2 separate regions of the Danio rerio genome follow, and region 2 is linked to region 1. Evidence: chromatin contacts called from public Micro-C data. All regions are on one chromosome and are shown on one strand. Each heading gives the region's core, a stretch centred on a gene start, on an enhancer-like site or on the middle of the called end of the contact. The rest is flanking DNA. Distances are from core to core; before and after follow the strand shown.

Region 1 (6,915 bases), core at 2,462-4,961:
AATTCATATATTCAAAGTTTACTTGTATATCATGAGTTAACAGCTCTTAATTTCCTTCACTTTGCATATGAAATATACATATCTAATCAAATACATCATGTTATATTATCTGTGCAACGCACCTAAACATATAATAATGCGCCAGAGTGTCCATCTGAGGGATGCTTGGCGCTCTTTTTATTGTCTTTTCTTCTCATCAAAACCTCATATTTTAGTAATCATACTAAATTAGACATCATTTGAAAGCTTTGAACTCATCCTGTGAAAACCATTTTTAAATCAGGACATTGGATTACCATGGAAACAGTGCTTTAAAACCTTTAAACAAGCTCTTTCTTCTCATCGATGGTGTCAGGATTGATATTACAAAATATACTAACTATATTATTTCTACATACTATATGCAATATGTTACGCATGCTGCAAGTCTTTAGTTTCTATATATTCATTCATTTTCTTTTCGGCTTAGTCCCTTTATTAATCTGGGGTCGCCAAAGTGGAATGAACCACCAACTTATCCCGCCCATGTTTCATGCAGCGGATGCCCTTCCAGCTGCAACCCATCTCTGGGAATCATCCATACGCACTCATTCACACTCCTACACTATGGACAATTTAGCCTACCCAATTCACCTGTATCACATGTCTTTGGACTGTGGGGGAAACTTTATTTAAATAAACTTTAAATATACTTTATTTAATTTTTCACAGTTTTATATAGGACAGTAGAAAAGAGACAGGATTACATAGGGAGCTGAGAGAGAGGGGAAGGCTCGGTAAAGGACCTTAAGCCGGGAATCAAACTTGGGTCGCTTTGAGCCCCTCAATGCTATATATCGGCACACTTTACCACTAGGCTATATATTTAATATCTGTTATATATATATATATATATATATATATATATATATATATATATATATATATATATATATATATATATATATATATATATAAAAACACTGATCTTGATTGTCTGATTGATATATTATATAAATGGAGTTTTTGTGCTAGCCTGCTAACCCTGACAGACATGTGCATGTAAACGGCTTTTCATCTCGTTTTACGCTTGAACAAATAAATGAATGCTGAAGTCTATTTATCTGATTATACTTTACTTACGTTACAACATCGATGCAGTAAAAGTAATCGTTTAAAACTGAAAATAGTCACATTAACCGTTCACCAGAAGTTAAGGTTAGGGTATGGGAAGAAACACTATCTAAGTGTATACCCTATTGACAACAACACCTTTAGTTTCTAATGTTGGCCAAACCTATATTTTTGGAAAGGTCTGACGTTCTTAAGGTTATATATTTGGTGATAGAAAGTGAAACTGTCACAGAAATGGGTTGATGTGTGACCGTAGGATGCTATAAAAAAGAAATGTGTTACCCAATGTGAATTTCTGGTATCACACCCAAATCACATTTAAAGAAACTATCATTTTTGTACTTTAAATTTGGCGAATAATTTCAATAGACGCAAGACTTGGATGCAATATGGATTTGGTTGCCACCTAGTGGCTATTATTGGTAAAATACCTCAATAAAATCTCAATTTTTGTAATCTCAATTTCAAAATTAGAAAGTAATGATTAGACACATGGCACATAACGTAGACATAATTGGTTGTTTTCAATCATGTGGTTCTGGTGTCGCACGAAATTCAGATGGAGAAAGGGAAGTAAAAAAAACTGAATGGGAGACACAGAGGAAAGTCCAAATTTGAGTGATTTATATCATATTTCACAGGAGATATAAATAGAAAATAAGCACATATGTTGGGCATGATCCTGATATCATGCCCCTATATATATATATATATATATCATACAGTACTATATAAGCTATTATGCTACATGAAAAATACTATAGTAAATACTATAGTGTTTGGAAGCATACTATAGATAATTACTTGAATTAAACTGTCGTAGTTACAATATTGTTGCTGTGGTACGACACAACTATAGTAATAAACAAATTGTTCAATAGGCTTCAGTTCTCTACGCTATTATTATACACCATCACAATGCACCAATATATTTACACTGACGTCACAGTATTTATTACAGTTTATCAGTTTACTATTAACAAAGAGTTGTACACATTATACACTTTACGATGTGATTCAAAAACATGTTTATTATAAATTACTATAGTTTTCCTCCCATGCGCATATTTTCCAGACATCACAAAATAACAGATGAAAGCAGACAAAAGTGTGGGCGCATAGTCTGCATTATTATTTATTTATTTTTGTAAGGGGGAAAGTGCTCCACAATAATAACCGTCAAGTTTTGTCGCAAGGGTTGCATTTCTTTTTTTGTTCTGTTGATGAACTTACCATCAACAAACATGATGTGCATCTCGATGTTCATGTTATGGTTGTTTATTCCACCAAAACGCCAGTAAAAACTTGGATTATTGCAAAACAAAACAGAGATTTCATTGTAGCGATTACATGGCAGAATACGCTGTTTATATTCTCCTGGATTTTGTGTAAGTGTGTTGGTGTTTGTATCTGATTTTTATAACACATTAACATATTTATACACATATCTAGACCTGTATATCATCTTAATTGGCGCCGTCAAACAAATTATAGCAATCAAAAAAAGTTTGTACACATGGATGTGTTGCAAAGATTTTTATTACATGCCACCTTTTCTTCTGTTTTTCTTTAACTTTCTTCCGTTTATGAGCAAAAACTTTTGGAAGGCTATAAAAGCTGTCTGGCATTTCCTATTTTGGCCAATTAACCAACTTTAAATAGCATAAACAGAAACATTGTGGTGTTCGGATAGCGATTCCTACGTAGAAAAATCACTTCCTGCCTTCCATCTGAGCCTCCTGCATTAATGATGTCATGTGAAAACAACCTATATGGATTTGGTTGCCACCCGGTGGCTATTAATAGTATAATACCTAAATAAAATATCATCAGAACCTCAATTTTTGTAATATCAATTTAAAAATTGCTAAGTAATGATTAAACAAATGGTTAGCACTGTCACTGTCAAGAAGCTCACTGGTTCGAGTCCCAGCTGAGCCAGTTGGCATTTCTGAGTGCACAGGTTTCCCCCACAGTCCAAAGACATGCACTATAGGTGAATTGAATAAATTAAATTGGCCGTAGTGTATGAGAGTGTGTGTGTGTGTGTAGTTTTTTTTTTGCGGCTGTAAAGACATCTGCTGCATAATAACATATGCTAGAATAGTTGGCGGTTCATTCGGCTGTGGCGACCCCTAAAGTTTATGCAATTTTCTGAAATGTTTTAGCAATAATCTGCCAATTGTCTTCTTCTAAGTGTTTAAAAGTACAAATATTAATGTCTAGATACCGCATTTTCACTTAAGGGCTTAATAATAATATTTTAGCTGCTTTATATATTTAAAATATTTTTAGGATGCTTATATTCATATTAATCTTCTGACAGGCCATAACGTGAATCTCAGAGCTCTTTATGTCCTGTTAATGTTCAGAAAGTGTGTATGAGAAAATCCTTCACTCAACTTATCTCCATTCATCCTCTGACCCACTTATATAATACATGCTCAAAAATTTCAGATGGCCAGCTATAGTAAACAACAAGAACATCTAAACATAACTTGAAAATAATGTCATCATTCTGAATGGAGTGATTCCCATCTGTGCGTGTGTGACGGTAGCATTGTGACAGCAGTAACACGCGTGGGCTCCGCTCTGTGTCATGAGCCTGTAATGGAAACGGAAAGCGTGGAAACCTGTCGGGGTGTTTCTGCCTCATGTTGTGTGCGTTTATTTGCAGGAGGACGACAGAATTCTGTGTGTCCACACATGTGGGCGAACACATGGGCCGCATTCATTCATTTGTTAATCCAATCTGAATGAGATGTAGTCCTGTGGAGCTCTGAGACGAACAAATCCTGACAGGTTTTCCTCTGCTTTCAGAACTATTTTGTGGTAAACAATGCAGGTGGTGAAATCCTTGTCTACATGCCACCGGTAATTCACATTCAAGTCTTTAGAGCAGCACTGAAACATTCACAGTATTTGCTCAGCTCATGTAGAAACACAAAGAGAACAGCTTATAAGACAGGGATGCTTTCATAACAAGTACAAAAGACAGATTGCACGAAACAGAAAGTTAGCTTTTGCAATGACTCACCGATTTCTGTTTCTGTTTGGCAGGCCCACCTATCATTACGCACACAGCAAGAGAGAGAGAGAGAGAGAGAGAGAGAGAGAAAAGCAAAGCAGGCAAACAAACAGAAGCTTGTTAGTGACAAATTGTTAATACATTTAGGATGCTGGAAGAGAATGAATCAAATGTCGGCGTTAATAAAGTGCTTCACTGAGTGCTCAGTTATCCGTATGGAGAATGAATCAAAGCATCAGATGTGGCCAGATGAAGAAAAGATGGAATTTCCAAAGGGGATTAGATCAACTGCGGCTTGGCTGTTCGTTTAGTTTTAGTAAAACTCTCCCTGTATAAATATAGCATTCATTTAAATGACTTGATTACTTTGAGTCTTCTAGATTGACCCAAACCTGAACATTCTGTCATTATTTACTCATCCTAATGCCGTTGGAGACTTTTAAAACTTGCTTTTAATCTGAACAACACAAAAGTCGAAATATCAAAAATAATAAACAGTTCCACCTGAGGAATATGGGTTGATGCAGAACAATATGGTACACGTTTATTTCCATTTCCACTATCAGACGTATCAAAATACTGTATCGTACCACTTTTTTGGGACCATTTGGTAAGGGTACCTGGCATGACAAGCACGGTATTAAAAAGGTGGAGCTTGACTTGAAAGCTGATTGGTCTACAAAGAATTGGAGATTACAATTCGGCCAAAGTCACATTATAATTGCATTATGAGGGTGTATGTTAATGTTGTCATTGTTATTCACTGATAAATGTCTTCTCTGGTGCAGTTCGCAGATCTTATTCATGTTCACACATATTTAGATTTGGCAGATCAGGATGTGTCATGCATTGTTTTATACCGATGACGCCACCGAATTGTGTATTTTATTACAAATCACAACAAAACTGATTTAAACATGCACATAACTAGATTTGAGAGTTTTTCATTGACTATACACCTTTTATAGTAATTTAAAGCACTTTTTATAGTTTTAATAGTAATTCCCTATTATGTAATATAATTAACAATATAATAATAATATAATAATATAAAAGGTCATATTTTGGTTTTGAGGGTCTCCAACAACAGGCTGATAGGCATGCAAGGTCAAAAAACACTTTTGTCTTATAGCATGCGTTATTTTTACCTAATTATCTCAACAACTCCCACATGATTTGTTCAGCGATTTATTTGTTCCTAAACTCCTCCCTTGCATGATGCTAATCTGCTGTGATTGGTCCGATAACCAAGTCTGCTGTGATTGGTCAACTGGATTCAGCGTTCAGGGCAAAAGCTGAGTTATTTTGAAAATTGACCATGCCAGGCAGGCAGAAAATCCGAGCAAGAGACAAATCATTCATTTGACTCTAAATCGACTCAATAGAATTGATAGTTTTAAACACCATGCCCTTTTAGATTTAAACCTCAGCTGAATGTTTTCATTCACTTAGAGCTGTTACACACTGCATGTATGGTAACTTAAAAAAAAACTCATAATAGGGGCTCTTTAAATTTTGGACAATTCTTTACACAAAACTGTAATTCTTGCATTCTCAGACGTAAATCAATTATCAAAAATGTAAAACCAATTTTCATTTAAATTATTATGATTGGTGTTGCTAAAAACTGTTGATCTGCTTCATATTTTTGTGGAGACCATAACACTTAATACATTTAATGGTTTTTGATTAATCTGATATATTTTAAACCAAGTATTTTTAAAATCAATTAGAATTGAACATTTTAATGTTGATATAGGAACAGTACAACTGTGTTCAGCATTTATAATAATCAGAAACATCAAATAAAAACGTTAGAATTTCTGATAGATTGCGTGACACTGAAAAAATCAGCATTGACTAAGAAATAAATGTTAAAATATAGATTCAAATTGTACACTAATTTTTTTCTCACAAAAAAACTGTTTTTAATGTATTTTTGAATTACAGTGAAGAAATTTTTTCTGAGAAAACATATTTTGAAAGTTCTGTTGACTTGAAATTTACACCTGATGTTGCTAAAAACCAAAGAGATCCATATAATAAAAGAAAACAAATCTATTTAGCTTACAAATTAAGTTATGTGTAACAACATGAAATGACACAGGAAAGTGTAGAAAGGTGTAGAAAGGCAGTGAAAACCCAGACAGCAGCTGAAATCTCTCAGTAGTTCTTCAGCAATCCTCTGCCTTTCCTCAGTGTAAATGAATATAAGCTGCCGCAGTCCAACATCTACATTATCAGGATGATAAAGATGAAACCAAAGTGGACCTTACAGTAAGACAATTATCCAAAACACAGCTAAGGATACTCTTAAAAATGGTTTCAAAAAAAGAAAAATAAGCTGTAGAGTGACCCAGCCAATCACCTGACTTGAATCCAATAAGAAATACAAGATAAAGCTCAGATTTGATAGCCGAGACCACAGAACCATCAAGATTTTTACACTGTTGATATCTGAAAAAAAAACACACCTGAGCAATTCATGTGACTTCATTTTCCACATGAGAGCCGTCTTTAAGCTGTCGTCACCAAAAAAGCCTTTTATATACAAGTATTAAATACATTTTAGTAGTTCAGCACTTTCTCTTTGTATCATTCCACTGTTAATAAATATATCAATAAAAAAAAAATTTCGTATTGTTTGGCTTTTTTACCGAAATTTGGTTCAATTGCACATCAACAGCTCCTTTGGATATACTCAGGTTTCTTACACCTTTTTCAACTTCAAATTCCAGCACTTTTCAAGCACTTTCAAGGTGCAATTTATGCTT
Region 2 (6,915 bases), core at 1,239-3,738, 51 kb after region 1:
TAAATACATAAATTTGATTCACTGAAGCATGTATTACACCAACTAACATTACTGAAAAAGTTGCCCCCCCAATCGTCAATGTATAATTTGCACACTGTATATGCCTAATCCTATCCAATACATAAACCCAACTATTGCCTATTAATAAAGAGCAAATTAGGAGTTTAATACGCTAGTCTTGGTTGAAAGTTTGTTAATATCGAGAACTGTACTTTAAAATAGTGTGACCAAACTTTCTTGTCAAATCATAAATAAAAAAGTGACCAACTTAAAATATAGATAGCAAAAGTGAAGAGTAAATTGCTATTGAGAAGCTGTTTGAAGTGTACAATCTTGAGTTTGTATTGTCTGAGCTGTTGTTGTTCAAATGTTGAAATGGTCTGCTATTTAAAGTCAATCAAAAATAAACAAAGGAAAGAAAAATATAGTGAGTTGCAAAAGTGTGTGTGTGTGTGTGTGTGTGGGGGGGGGGGGGGGGGGGGGATATAGCCATTTTATCAAGTTTTACTATTTTTTTAATCCACTCACCTGATCCCCAGGTCTGTGGGAGCACTTTTAGCTTAGCTCACCTTAGAATAAATCATTGAAATGGATTACAACATTAGCTTCCTACTAAAACAAATCATAAAAGAGTTCTGATAATTTTAAAATCTGTAGAGTTCCTTTAAAGGGCTAGTACATCAAAATACTGTATATATAATATATATATATATATAGACAATTTACTCACTTTCCATTTATTCCAGCCCTACAAGAGATTCTTTTATCAGATGAACTGGGATTTTATATGCAAGTAAATAAAGGGCCTGCTTTTAACTTTGAATACATTTTAATATCAATTAAATAACATCCCATTGTCATTCGGCAGAAGATATTTATACACGTAGGCATGGAGTGATAAGATTTCAAGATTTACCGCGGTTTGAAAAAGTCAAGGTTTTAAAACTGCAAAAATCTTCTGTTATACAGTTTCTAGGGTATATGTAAAGGTTTCTAATGTATTTTTATATGTTCTGAAGAAATCTGTGTTTTTTTAACTAATGAAAACAGCAAAAGTCAATAATTTATCTGAATTATTTAGCCTGTTTTCCCAGGGATGGGCTGCAGCTGGAAGGGTATCCGCTGTTTAAAACATATGCTGGATAAGTTGGCGGTTCATTCCGCTGTGGCGACCCCAGATTAATAAAGGGACTAAGCCGAAACGAAAATGAATGAATGAATATTTAGCCTGTTTACTGTTCCGAAATATTATAAAAGTGAATTGTAATTTGAAAAATGTGAAATTTAATACTGTATGTTGTGTTCAATGGGGAATTTTTTTTAATTTTTATTTATTTATTTATTTTTAACTAAGACATTTTTAGTGCTGTAATCACAATTTCTTTAGAGCTGTAATTACAATAACTTGCTACCAAGAAATTTTTATTCAAGGTTATCATACCATCACAAAATTATACCGGCCCATGCCTAAACACAAGTATTTTGATCTGCATTGTTTTATTATTTTAATTAACTTTTTTTTTGCTGCAAATGAGTAAATCCTAGTAACAGTTTTTGTTTTGCTGCTTAAAACCCCTTTTATCTGATGGATGGATGGATGTGTACATGTGGGCGTGGTTTTGGGGTAAGTCCCCCAAATATAGAAGCATTGAGATGACATCACATTTTACAGCGTATGCTGACATCATCTTTTCATTACTCAGAGTGTCAGACACTTTTTATTAACTTATAATTCAAATGTTGAGATCCCGGATGTACTATCAGACTTACTTTTAACTGAACACTAATAGGTTAATCAACAGCGATGGTTCATAACTTATAAACAGAATAGACTGTCATAAAATTGCAACACTGTAGTAGGCCAGCTGTCAGGAGAGAGAGAGAGCGAACATGGACACGGTGATGGAATCATGTAAATCCCATTTAATACCAAAGATAATGCAGTTTTGAAACATTTAAAACAACTGTCCGTCATTCACACACAACTTTATGTCGCTTTCCTTGCAGAATACTTGTTTACAACACTGTTGTGGCAAACGCGTGAAGATGCCGTCTTGTTGCCAAGTAACCACAATACGAGCAACGGTTGATAACGACTAATCTTCCCCACAAACAAAACCTCTGATTTTTCACTGAGCCTTTCTAAAACAGCGACCAAGCGGGTTAAATTTCGTCTTCCACTGGTTGCATGCACTTTCGGTATAAGCTGTAAAAGTGCCTCTCTCTCTCTTACCTGAGCGTGAGAGCCGTGGTGGTCGAACATGTCCATTTGGATTTCCTGGGTTGAGGTGGAAGGCGTCCTGGACATATTACCCTCCTGTACCATTGATTTAAACTTTAACTTCGGTTTTACTGTTTCATTTGGAGCCTGATTTGAGTTCGTTATGCATTGTGAAATAATTCAACGTAAAATTAAACAGATGAAGGTGCTTTTCCTCCTCGCAGATGGCTTGTCACCGCGCTGTTGCGCCCCCAGCCCTGCTGAAACCCTCTCCCTTAGCAAATACAACGAGCTCAGTCTCCAGCTGTTCAGCGGAGGGATCAAGCCCCGCCCTCCACATCTCATCAACCAATGAGTTGCTAATGGGGCGGGAGTTTTGTTGTGTTTCTCGGACTGATTGGTTGATCGATCAATATTACTATGAGATGGACGGTGGCAGCTCTACTCCCCATTCCATATAAAAGCGAAATGACCACACCCTTTGATTCTGCTTTATTACAGAAAACAACAATATGCCTTTGTGCCGTTTCGTAGGAAGAGTTCTTATTTTCATATGAAGAGTTCATCTACAAAACAGATTATTCAGCGTTTTTTTTTTTAAATAATGTACATAAATTACTTCAATACACGATAAACAAAACACGATTTATGAAAATTAACTAATTGTGTAGTTATTTGTTTTTGCAAATGATCTCTTCATATATTTACTGCATTATTTTGTTAATGTAGAAAAATATGACATATAAGAAATCAGAAATAGGTTTTACACGATAAGTAACTGAAAAAGCAGTCCTGTTCTCTTAAATGTCTCACATAATGTGCCATATTAGTTTCCAACTATGTCCTTTTATTCAACCTTCAGAAAAAAAAATCGAAGACGAGCCTGGAAATAATCAAATTACCAATAATAATTGAAACAATAATCAAATAATCACTAATGCTGACGTTAGACCAGTGTATTTTTTATTTTACTGTTACTATTAAATTATTGTTGTTGGGTTTTTATATAAACACCGTATTTAGAATACATTTGTATGAATTTAAGGAGAGCATTTACATGTATTTACATCTATTAAGTTACATTATTATATTTCCCCTCTGTTTGTTTCAATGCTTACTGTGTTTGTTCATTTAAACGCTTAGTTAATTAATAATCTTAGCTGTTAAATTATTACATTTAATCAAATTAATATTTTATTTGACATATTTTTATTTTATTTAAATTATGAATTTAAAAATGATTGATTCATTATTATTATTACACTTAAATCAAGCCTTATTTTATTTTCATTACTGTTCTCTTAACGTTTAATGTCTCTCAGAAATTTCAGACCACCTATCTCTCCCTTGTGGCCCCTTGGGCGTCCATAGACACCAGTTTAAGGTGTATTTATTTAATTTTTTTTTCTTTAACATTATTGTTGTTGTGTTATGTAATTATATCATATTTAGATGATTTTTAATTTTAATTAATTTTTAAGGTATTTAATGAGAGCATTTACATGTATTTACTTTCTATTAATTTTTTGTATATTTCCCTCTCTGTGTTACAGTGCTGTGTTTATTCATTTATTTACTTAATTAATAATTTAGCTGTTAATTAATTTGAGCAATTGTATTAATTTTAAACGAATTAATATTTCATTAAAATTATTTTTATTAATTTATTTGTTGATTAATTTAAAGTGGTGTATTTTTTTATTATTGTTACATTATTGTTGTGTTATGTAATCATTTCATATTTAGAATACATTTTGGTGTATTTTATTTTATTAATTTACACATTTGCTTAATCATTTTAGCTGATAAATTGTTGCATGTAATCAAATTCATATTTTATTTGATGTATTTTTATCAATTTATTTGTTGATGAATTTAAAATGATTCGTTCATTATTATTGTTATACTTAAATCATACCTTATTTTATTTTCATTATTTTTCTATACATTTTTAATGTCTCCTAGCATTTCAGACCATCTATCTCTCTCTTGTGGCTCCTTATGGGTCCGTGGACACCAGTACTATTATAGTAAAGTAAAATAAGTAAACAAATATTTACAAAAGACTTTTCCCAGACAAGAAGTCACAAAGTGCTTTACAGTAAAAGAAAACCTATATATTAAACAGGCTCGTACTAAAGCACCAAAACTATATTTTGAATTCATTACTAGTTTGTCTATTATTTCACTTTCATAGTAATGCCTAATTCGCAAGTTCTCATCTTTCAACAGGTAAAGCATTGCCGCCGTGTGGCCGTTTACAGCAATCCACAGCTTGCCTACAAAAACCGCCGCCTACATTTCCCAGCAGTATGACTAGTGGAACGTACCATTATTTTTTTGTCGAAACAGATATAGCTTATCTTTAAATATTAATATTAATGCTCGTATGTAATAAACAATATAACAGAACTCTTTAAAGTGCTAAACATATAATAAACACGTGCAAGTATTACATATAAAGTCGTTATTATATTCATATTGTCTGTGTGATAGTCCCCCCACCCCTTATGAATACGGCGGCACAGTCCTGAAATCTTCCTCATTGACAGCGGCTGCTGCTTTCCGCTGACCACCAGCCATGAGGTGCGTTCCTTTACGCGAGTTAAAATCTATTTATCTTATTAATTTAACTCGAGGAGTCGTTTTAAACATAATATCTAAGTATTTATGTAGTCGACACTCCTTGCGCTGTTAAAAACAAAGGCGATTCAACGCTTGAAGAGCGTTTGTAATGTAGCGCTGCTGCATGAGTATCGTCGCCATGTTGTGGCAAAAGCAAACGTGTCGTTTCAACGATAAAACTGTATTACGATGTGTTGAATAAAAAAATGTTATGGTAATCCGTTCGAAGTTTACCATTGTATCGTACTAATGTTTTATTTCTGATTATCTAATACGACAAACAAAGGTTGCGTGGAGTGTTCGGCCTAAACAGCCCGGCCAACAAAACGTGCTCAACATGTCTAGACATGCCCCTTAACCAGAATAGATTCATTTCGACGTTTTGCGTATTTTTAAAGCAAGTCAAGCTAGTAATTAGCAACTATATAGGGTCATTTTTGTATATTTTGCTTGGTTTGAGCAAAATGGCAGGCCTATTTTATATTGTAGATGAGTTATTCTGCGCGTGCGCACAATTTATGAAACACGTTATCAGGTTTATAGAGAATGTAGCGACGCCTCATCTAGCGCAAAAAATATAGTTTTAAAGTAATTAAATAAATATACAAATAGGTTAACTTGGCTTATAAAGCTGTACATTAAATCATTTGTTTATATTAAATCAAGAAACACTTCAGATAATGATAGTGTTTAGTGTTCTGAGAATTAAAGCTAATAAATTAAGCTTAACATGTCAGTGGGGTATAAAGTTCTAGTTGGATGTGGATCTATTGGCAAATGTTTAATCTTGTTAATTTACTTTTTAATCAACTGCACAGGAAATGAAAATCAGAAATTTACAGTTGGATTTTAAGTATGGGAGTGTTGCTAATAATTCAATCTAAATTTGAAGAGTGCTGTTTTTGTACTATAATGTAATTTTGCCTGACCTGGTCTTGATGTAGCCTTTATAGAAACGGCACCCGCTGTGTGTGTTGTACAGAAAATATATTGATCTAAAATTGTCTTTTTTTTTTTTTCTTTTTTTTTGTTACAGTATGCTCAGACTTCAGAAGAGGCTGGCCTCCAGCGTCTTGCGCTGTGGCAAGAAGAAAGTGTGGCTGGACCCAAACGAAACCAACGAAATTGCCAATGCAAACTCCCGTATGCAATTTCAATTCAGTTCATTATTTCTACAGCGCTTTTACAATGTAGATTGTGTCAAAGAAGCTTCACATAGAAGATTATAGTAAATTGAAACTGTCAATCCAGTTTTCAGAGATGAAGTTCAGTTTGGTTCAGTGTGGTTTAATTTTCACTGCTGAAAGTCCTCATTGTGTTATTTTTTATTTTTTGCCATAAAGTAACAATTTTATGTCTGTTCTTTGTTATTTAGGCCAACAAATTCGTAAGTTGGTGAAGGATGGTTTGATCATCAAGAAGCCCGTCACGGTTCACTCCCGTGCTCGATGCCGCAAGAATACTCTTGCACGAAGGAAGGGTCGTCACATGGGCGTTGGTATGAATCAATTTACTGGATAATTATACTCTGTGCATTTCATTTGTTTCAGTTTATGCATCTAAATATGAGGATATTGATCAACTTTGTCAGACTACATTGTGACGTTTTCTTTGTGTTTTTGACAGGTAAGAGAAAGGGTACCGCAAACGCACGTATGCCCGAGAAGTTGTGCTGGATGAGACGCATGCGTATCCTGCGTCGACTTCTGAGACGTTACAGAGAGGCCAAGAAGATCGACAGGCACATGTGAGCCCATGTTTAATGCTCATTTTAATTCCACAGATTGTAACCCAGATGTTTGTACTTCATAAAATATTGTGCAATAAGTTGCTGGTGTTTTAGTCTAACTACATTTTTGTGATCTCTCTCTCTCTCTCTCTCTCTTTTTATTTTTTTTTAAATTTATTATTATTATTTTTTATTTCATAAATGTAGCATACACAAGGATAGGCACCTAATGCAGGGATCCACAAATAAAAATGTCTGTTTTTTTCCCCAGGTACCACAGCCTGTATCTGAGGGCAAAGGGTAACGTGTTCAAGAACAAGCGCATCCTGATGGAGCACAT

Evidence for each region. A called contact is a pair of places that touch in the nucleus more often than the background predicts.
Region 2: a contact with region 1 is called in a Micro-C map of caudal fin, with 6 times the contacts expected there. The contact joins the promoter of cacnb1 here to the enhancer-like site in region 1. A contact is called at or near these places in 2 of 18 Hi-C or Micro-C datasets (caudal fin and an unstated tissue) and 1 of 4 datasets of contacts at active chromatin or transcription factors (caudal fin).

Annotation. Positions count from the first base shown.
Region 1 is chr3:14,845,465-14,852,379 of GRCz12tu, forward strand. cacnb1 (calcium channel, voltage-dependent, beta 1 subunit) reads right to left here. Exons shown (of 13, transcript NM_001002652.1): 7 at 4,151-4,179. Among named protein-coding and RNA genes, the nearest start is that of arl5c, 34 kb to the left of the region's middle. Within about 2 kb of position 3,712, at least 5 of the 62 cell types and tissues checked have an H3K27ac peak or open chromatin away from gene starts, as enhancers often do. A contact at or near this core is called in caudal fin, where this site is marked.
Region 2 is chr3:14,897,927-14,904,841 of GRCz12tu, forward strand. cacnb1 (calcium channel, voltage-dependent, beta 1 subunit) reads right to left here and starts at 2,489. Exons shown (of 13, transcript NM_001002652.1): 1 at 2,234-2,489. The coding sequence starts at 2,326. rpl19 (ribosomal protein L19) reads left to right here and starts at 4,779. Exons shown (of 6, transcript NM_213208.1): 1 at 4,779-4,807; 2 at 5,883-5,989; 3 at 6,222-6,344; 4 at 6,473-6,593; 5 at 6,847-6,915. The coding sequence starts at 4,803.